Linked DNA regions of Pan troglodytes: region 2 is linked to region 1. The links are chromatin contacts, called in public HiChIP or PLAC-seq maps. All regions are on one chromosome and are shown on one strand. Each heading gives the region's core, a stretch centred on a gene start, on an enhancer-like site or on the middle of the called end of the contact. The rest is flanking DNA. Distances are from core to core; before and after follow the strand shown.

Evidence for each region. HiChIP or PLAC-seq counts read pairs in DNA pulled down with a chosen protein or histone mark.
Region 2: an H3K4me3 HiChIP or PLAC-seq map of stem cell-derived excitatory neurons shows a contact between it and region 1, with 2.5 times the contacts expected there. The contact joins the promoter of DMAP1 here to the promoter of RNF220 in region 1. A contact is called at or near these places in 1 of 1 datasets of contacts at active chromatin or transcription factors (stem cell-derived excitatory neurons) and 1 of 1 other capture datasets (stem cell-derived neural stem cells).

What each region holds. Positions count from the first base shown.
Region 1 is chr1:186,560,803-186,564,820 of NHGRI_mPanTro3-v2.0_pri, reverse strand. RNF220 (ring finger protein 220) reads left to right here and starts at 2,346. Exons shown (of 15, transcript XM_016961307.3): 1 at 2,346-2,780.
Region 2 is chr1:186,752,051-186,756,191 of NHGRI_mPanTro3-v2.0_pri, reverse strand. DMAP1 (DNA methyltransferase 1 associated protein 1) reads left to right here and starts at 2,102. Exons shown (of 11, transcript NM_001246459.1): 1 at 2,102-2,165; 2 at 2,347-2,496; 3 at 2,988-3,079; 4 at 3,341-3,536. The coding sequence starts at 2,392.

The DNA of each region.
Region 1 (4,018 bases), core at 1,097-3,596:
ATCTATAGGATAACGTCCACTTTCCTTAGCTTAGTATACAAAGCCTTTTGTGATTTGGCCCACTTCTCCTGCCTATCTCTTGCTGCTCAATGTTTCATATTTCAATTTTGAGGGAAATCAGTGGCTTATAATTCCTTTAACACACCACGCAAGAGAGTTCTCGATAAATGCTTGTTAAATGAATGAATGAAATACCTTATGTAGCTAGGGTGACCATTCAACCTGCTTGGCCCAGGATGGCCCTTGTTCACATTTGTCATCCCAGTGTAATTATTAAAAGTGTCCCTTTTTTATCATCAAACTTGTCTCAGTTAGATCAATAAATTCTAAGGTCATCCTTATTATAGTGGTTATCAAATTGATTTCTAACTCTTTCTTTGTCTCCTCTACTAGATGGTGAGCTCTTTGAGGACAGGAGTTCATTTTTATATCCTCGTTTATTCATTCAACTAAGAGACTGATGCTGTAAGGTGCTTAGGGTATGATGTAGAATGCAACAAACATGGTTCTTGACTTCATGAAGTTTACAATCCAGCAGGAAATAATAATTTAGTGGAAAGAATAGAGCCTAACATAATAAATGCTGGTGTATGAATGAATGATTAAACATGGATTAGAAGTTCCTCAACAGGCCAGGCGTGGTGGCTCACCCCTGTAATCCCAGCACTTTGGGAGACCGAGACAAGCGGATCACTTGAGGTCAGGAGTTTGAGACCAGCCTGGCCAACATGGTGAAACTGTATTTCTACTAAAAATTATTTGGGCATGGAGGGGCATGCCTGTAATCCCAGCTACTTGGGAGGCTGAGGTAGGAGAATCGCTTGAACTCGGGGCGGAGGTTGCAGTAAGCCAAGATCACACCACTGCACTCCAGCCTGGGCGAGAGAGTGAGATTCCATGTCAAAATAAATAAATAAATAAAAATAAAGTTCCTCAACAAATAATCCTGATATCACGAATTATAGAAATAGTTGTAAATGTAGAACTCTAAGTGATCAAATTAACAATTTATTTAGAGTTGCCAATTAAAATTTTAAAATACCAACAGCACACATATATGTAAACATACTTAATATTTAGATGCTACCTTAATGTTAAACATAAGTAAAAAGGACAATGAAATAATAGCAAGAATGAGATTTTGAGTCTCATTCTTTTTAGACAATTTATAATCCTATGTGGTTCTCTGTAAAGTGGATTATCAGTGTGTACTCCATTTCTCCCCACCCTCCCTTTTTTTTTTCCAGTTGAGAAATCTGAGGTTTTAGACACTTAACTACAAAACAAAAGAATGACTTTTTTTTTTTTTTTTTTTTTTTTTTTTTTGTCACCCAGGCTGGAGTGCAATGGCGTGATCTCGGCTCACTGCAACTTCCGCCTCCCGGGTTCAAGCGATTCTCCTGCCTTGGCCTCCTGAGTAGCTGGGATTACAGGCGCATGCCACCACGCCCGGCTACTTTTTGTATTTTTAGTAGAGACAGGGTTTCACCATGTTTGTCAGGCTGGTCTTGAACTCCTGACCTCTTGTTCCGCCCGCCTCGGCCTCCCAAAGTGTTGGCATTGCAGGCGTGAGCCACCGCGCCCGGCCAGGAATGACTTCTTAAACCAGGATTTGATTTTGGTTGAACTTTGCTTTCAGAACTAGAACTACCTGCTATCCAAGACTTGTTAACCACGTTTTCATGGGCAAATTACAAAACCCTTTCAACCCCAGTTTCCTCTTCTATAAACTAGTGGTAATATTATTATCTCCAGAATTAATCTTAGGAGTAAATGAAATTATGTAAAGGCATTTAGTCTCATAACCGAGCTCCTAGAAAGCACTCAGGAATGTTAGTTCTCTATCCATTTCCCCTGTTTATCTTTGTGTTTGATGAATTATAGGATGATATGAAATGATCTGAAATGAACTGTAATATAAACATCAATAAAACACCAATAAAAAATTTTATTCTCACATCTGGATGCTATACTAGGCCTTCACCTCCTCCAAAAGTTACAGTTTTATTAATATTCATTTATTATTTATTATTATAGTCAAAGACCCAGAGAAGCATTCCAGGAACAAAGCAGCAGGTAAGATTTTTCTGGGAAAAGGCAGAGATTTTGAGGGACCCAGGATTTGGGGGTCATTTAAGCAGCAGTGGATGTCAGTCTTCAAGCTTTGCCCATTTACTCTTGGTCCCTTTTGGTTCAGGAAAGGAAGAACAATAAGCACGAAACCATTCACTGAGACCTTTGCGGGTGGGGGAGGAGGGATGTAAACAAAAGCCAACGCTCTCTTTAGTTCACAATGGCTCGCGACCCCAAGACTTCCAAGCTCTTTGGTGAGGGCCAGCAGGTCTGTTCTCCAGGAGTGCCCTGGGTCTGGACTTCATTTCCCAGAGTCCCTTAGTGCCCTAATGTATTCAGTGCTCAGAGTGCCTGTATGTGTGTGAGTGTGAGAGAATGTGTGCGTGCGTGTGTGTGTGCGCGCGTGTGTGTGTCTCCGAGTCCCTGGGAGAGTGGAGGCTCATTCACTGATTAGATCCAGCGCTGAGAGGCAGCACTGCTCCTTCTCTCACGCCAACCGAGTCTCTTGATCTGTACATGCAATCCCAGGCAGCTCGCGAACACAAACCCGGGGCCAGCCGCCTACTGCTGCTGCTGCCGCTGCCGCCGCCGCCGCCGCCGCTGCCTCCGCCGGCTCTGCGAACCCGGGACTTTTCATGCACCACACTCTCCGCCTGCTTCCCTCCGTGTCCTGAAAAGTGCGACCGTTCTCCCAAGGAATTTCCACGGCAAGTATGGAGATCAGAAAGGGGTGTGGACGTGTGTGCGTACCCAAGAGGGGTGGGTGCGAGGGCGGCCGGCTTGTTCAGGAACCTGGCTAACTTTCCGGGTCCGTTTCCTAGGGATTCGGGCGGTTCCCTCTGGACGGGGGCAGGGACTGGGACTCGGACTGGCGCGTCTTGGATCATCGCGACGGAGCCTCTCGGCATCGGCGCCCTGCGCGCTCCGTGCGCTGCCTCGCTCAAACTTTCCGTCTTGAGTTTTCCTTAATGTGTTTTATTTGGGGAGGGGGGGAGGTGCAAGGGGGAGGGACCAGACGCGGGAATTGGACAAGTTGGGAGGGTGAGGGCACTGCAAGGGAAGGGAGCAGGACTTCTTTTCTCCATCTCTTAATAAGCCCCATTCCCACTTTGTTCGGGTCGATCGCGAGAATGCCTTCTCGCCGGGCTCTCTGGTGCACCCCCCGGTGATTTCCGGGCTCCCCTATGTACCCCGCGTTGATTTCCGGCGAGGCCAGGGCTGGGTGGTACTCAGTGGGGAGCCCGAGGCGGCGGGCGGATGGAGAAGGGGCGATCCGAATGAGAAACTACCCCGACAGCCTCCACCCCACACACAGCCGGCTCCGCGGGATACCCGGGGAGTGGCTGTTTAGCCCTGGACCCCGGGGCTCGGCTGACTTTTTCCTAGCGGGGGCGGGTGTGGAGGGAGGGAGGTGGGGTAGGATGGATGGATCCTCTGCGGGCAGGAAGGAGGCAGGTGCTAGCATAGAGGCGGACCGTTCTAAACGCCACCGGTGAACTCCCCACTCCGCTGGGCTGGACCGGCCTGGCCGTAGAGTAGCCCGACACGTGGGATCTCCCGGGATTTTCGGGGTCGGGACCCCCTCTCCCAGCGGTTCTACTGAGCAAGGCGGGAGGACGATCGTGGAGACGAGGGCTACTCGACTACTCTACTTGTAGTTTTATTTTTATCTTAGACCTGCCTTAAACTGAGTAACAATTTCTCTTCTGACTTGAGAACAAAACTTTTCAGTGAGCACGCCGGTCGCTGCGGTCCTGCGGCCACTGCCGCCGCGCTTGTCAGCCCGGGCCGAGCGACCTTCTCTGCCCGGAACCCAGCCCCGCCACCGCACTCCGGAGCCTCTGGCCTCCCCCACCCCACCCCCGCCCCCCAACCCGGGGCTTTTCAGGGCTCGGCCTGGGCGTTTCGCCTTTGTGCTTTGTAAGAGAAAGCCTTTTCTTCCAGG
Region 2 (4,141 bases), core at 853-3,352, 190 kb before region 1:
ATGTTCCTTAATTTGGGAAAGAGTATATACAAACAACCTGGAGCAAATGTTATGTTTAATAGAAAAAATTTAAATGCACTCCCCTTAAGATCTGGAAAAAGACAAGGAAGGCCACGACCACACCTGCTGTTTAACCAATTACTGGAGGTACTGGAAAATGCTAAAAGAAAAAGAAATAAGGGGTATAAATTGAAAGGAGGGGATAAACTTGTCATTATTTGCAGATAACATGGTCATCTTTCTCTAAATATTTGGAATCCATTGCCACTGCTACAACCTTAGTTCAGTTTCCCAACACCTCTAACCTAGATAGTCACAACTGCCCTCTAGTCTCCTAAACTCTGGCCTGGTCCACCTTCCACAGCGCACAGTCTGCCTGTCTTTCCTTCTTCCTTTCCTTCTTCCCTTCATTCCTTCCTTTTATTATAGAAGAGGTACACATTCATTATAGAAAGTATAGAAAATATAAATTGCCAGATAAAAACAAGTGATGGAATCATTTCAGTTTAGTCCTTTCCAGAATTTTTTCTATGTATATACACATTTATAAAAAAAGAGAGACCACTAACTTTCCCTGACCAGACTATGGAAAGCAGTTCTCCATCCCATCGCTCTATTTCATTTCCTTCCTAGCTCTTGTTACCATCAAAACCTACATTATTAATTTTATTGTCTATTTCCTTAGTGTTTCTCCTTCTCCACTAAATATAAGCTCCACCAGTAGCTATTTGTATCTCGTTCACCCACTGCAATGCCCAGAGTCTAGAACAGTGCCTGGCACATACATTCCTTTATGTACTGTGATCCCTGTCTTCACAGAAATGAGTCTATTAGAGATACATATTAAACAAGTAATTACACAATTAATTAACTACAACTAGGGTCAAGTGTTTCAGGCAGCCAATTGCTCTCTCCCTTTCTGGCTCCAAGGACCATTTCCTTACCCTGTGGACAATTTCTGCTGTAAGACTGTGACTTCCTCCAGAAACTGTTTGGAGCTCAGTGGATCCATCCAGGAATCAGACCCAGGAACAGGTTTGTACCTCCAGGCCTAGTTCTCCAAAGTTTTGGGGACTAGTCAGGCTTGTGGCTACAGCTGTTGTATCCCCTTGTCTTCTCCAGGCCAGAACAGGCTACACCACTTATAGCTAACTTGTGCAAACTGTCTGCTCCTCTAGTCCCTGCTGGTATCTTTGGCAGGTCTTGACTTGGGGTCTGGCCTTCTTAATGCCTTAACAAGCCCCACCCTATCCCACAGACTATGTGTCCTTCAAATTGACAGGCTGGTTTGCAGACTGCTGAAGCTGGGAGCTGCTTTCCTTGTCCCTTGTGCCCTTCCTCAGGACCTCCTGTCTCTCTCTTTCCAGGAAGATCCCCAGGTTTATTCCCTTGAGGGATACTTCTAAGCTGGTTCCTGCTTGGGGCTGTGTTTTGGGCTTCTTCGTACCCCAAAGAGTGCAGCTAGCTCCTGTACTAGTGAAGTGCCACGAAGCTGGCCTCCAGGAAATCCCCACGAGGCCACAACCCACAGATATCTCCATCAGAGGAGGTGCAAATGAGGGCCCACACTTTACTCCATTTTGGCAGCCGCCCTAGGAAGCTCTGCCTTTATTTCTTCATCTTCAAGCTTATCACAATTTAAAGTTTATCTCTTCATCTCCAAGCTTAGCACAGTGCCTAGTACATATTAGCACTTAATGAAGAGGGGGCAATTCAAATCATTAACTCATTTAATAAAAAAATAGTAAATGTCCCACGCACCGTGCTAATGTTTTACAAGGATTCTTGGTATTTCATTTACACAGGTGCCATTACAATTTCCATTCTGCAAATGAAGAAAAAGGTCCAGAGAAATTAAGTGACTTCCCAAAGTCACAAAGTTCTGGTATCTCTTCACTGCCTGAGACGCAACGGAGCATCGTAGAGGGAAAATGCCAGAAAGCAGGCAGTGCACCAATGAAAACAGGCTCGCGGGAGAACCAAAGGGTGGCAAGCTCAGCACGGCCAGTAGCTTTCACCCTCGGTTGCCAGTCGGCTTCCTTTCCTACAACACCGACCGGAAGTGTTTCTGTCGGCCGCGTTCCGAATGAGCACCGCCGGAAGTTTCTGCCGCGGCTGTGCGGGGACGGGGGAGTGGTAGTGGGGGCTGCAGCTGCCGGACCCAGGTGCGGAAGTGCGAGGGCCCAGGTGGCTGAAGGGGCCGTTAGGAACATCCAAGCGGTGGGGAACAGGCAGATCCCCGACCTGACCTGGACCACCCTTCTCCTCTTGGCCCGCCCCTTCACCTCGCCTCCGCTTAGGTCTGGATTGGCCCCGCCCCCTGACCTGAGCCTGGTCCTTCTTCAGGCACCGACCCTTGACCTCCGGTGGCTCCCCCATCTCTCAGGCGCGATGGCTACGGGCGCGGATGTACGGGACATTCTAGAACTCGGGGGTCCAGAAGGGGATGCAGCCTCTGGGACCATCAGCAAGAAGGACATTATCAACCCGGACAAGGTAGCAGGGGCACCTGAAAGCGTTGGCTAGGGGAGGGTAGGGGAGTGAAGATGGGGAGGAGTGACAACGGGCAAGGGATGGGTGCTACACTTACAGTGAGTTGGGCGATAAAAGGGGTGACATAACAGGACAGGGAATATGTGTCATCCTTGATGGGAGGGAGGAGATGGGACATCGTGGGAGATGGTGGGACCAAGAGGGTATGACACCTCTAAGAGCTGAGAGGACCAGGCAAGTGTGATTTTTGCAAGATATTGTTGGGGAGAGATCAAGACATTGTAACAGTCTGAGAGTTGGTGGGATGGGGAGGGGACTGCTCTGATTTGGGGGTAGGATGGTGTCCCTGGGAGTGGGTTTCTGTGCCTTTACAGTGTGTCAGTTTGCCTGTCATTGACCCTGTAGGTGCTGCTTTGTTCAGGGATTGAGCTGGACTAAAGAATTTTCAGGAAAAGGTCTAGGTTGTGGTTCCTTTCTGTGGTTTCCTTCCTCAGAAAAAGTCCAAGAAGTCCTCTGAGACACTGACTTTCAAGAGGCCCGAGGGCATGCACCGGGAAGTCTATGCCTTGCTCTACTCTGACAAGAAGCAAGTATTGGAGTCCCAAGTCCCCCAGGTTTTGGCCCCTGATTCACCTGCCATGCCCCTAACTACTAGTTTTCTCTAACAATTTTCTCCTCCCCAGCAAGGGCTCCTGCTTGCTTAGCAGGATGCAGGAGGACCTGAAATCTTTTGCTCCAGGACATGACTTTCTTGCTATAGGGTAGGGTAGATCAGCTCCCTGGGACAAAAAGCTCTTTAACACACCTTCTGATTCTAACCTCGCATCTCCCTAAACCTCCCTGCCAGGGATGCACCCCCACTGCTACCCAGTGACACTGGCCAGGGGTACCGTACAGTGAAGGCCAAGTTGGGCTCCAAGAAGGTGCGGCCTTGGAAGTGGATGCCATTCACCAACCCGGCCCGCAAGGACGGAGCAATGTTCTTCCACTGGCGACGTGCAGCGGAGGAGGGCAAGGACTACCCCTTTGCCAGGTTCAATAAGGTAAGCTACCTTCATTCAGACACAGGCCAAGATTGCCCTCCCACTTTGAGCCATTTGTGCGAGCTCTCCAGTCTCCTAGGGTTGGTTCTGGGGGCACGCTCATGCCCAACTGTGATTACCCACTCAATCCTTGTGGCAAATGCATGCAGAGTAGGACTCTGTGGGTCTTTTCTGCCCAAGGGATCCTGTTCTTTCCCGGACCTGCTCTGGTTTTTCATGGCTTTTCTTGGTCTTTCAAATGTTGCTGTTCCTCAGAGCTGTATTCTAGGTGCTCTAGTCTTCTTGTTCTCTACTTTCTTAGTATGAACCCTGTGGCTTCAGTTACCCTCTCTACAAGTCACCAATCCAGAGCAGTGGTTCCTTCGCATCCAGTCATTTACTAATATCTCTTTCTCAGTGCCCCACAGGTACCTTACATCAGGTAGGTACCCTGAACAGAGCTCATCATCTTCCCTCTGTCGGTCCCAAATCTGTTCCCCATCTCAGTGAATGGCACCATCTTTCACCCAGTTGCCCAAACCAGAAACTTGGGGGATCGTCCTGACTTAGTCTTCTCCCTTAGTCCTCACAGTATTTAAATCAACAACAGAACAAAGAAGGTAGGG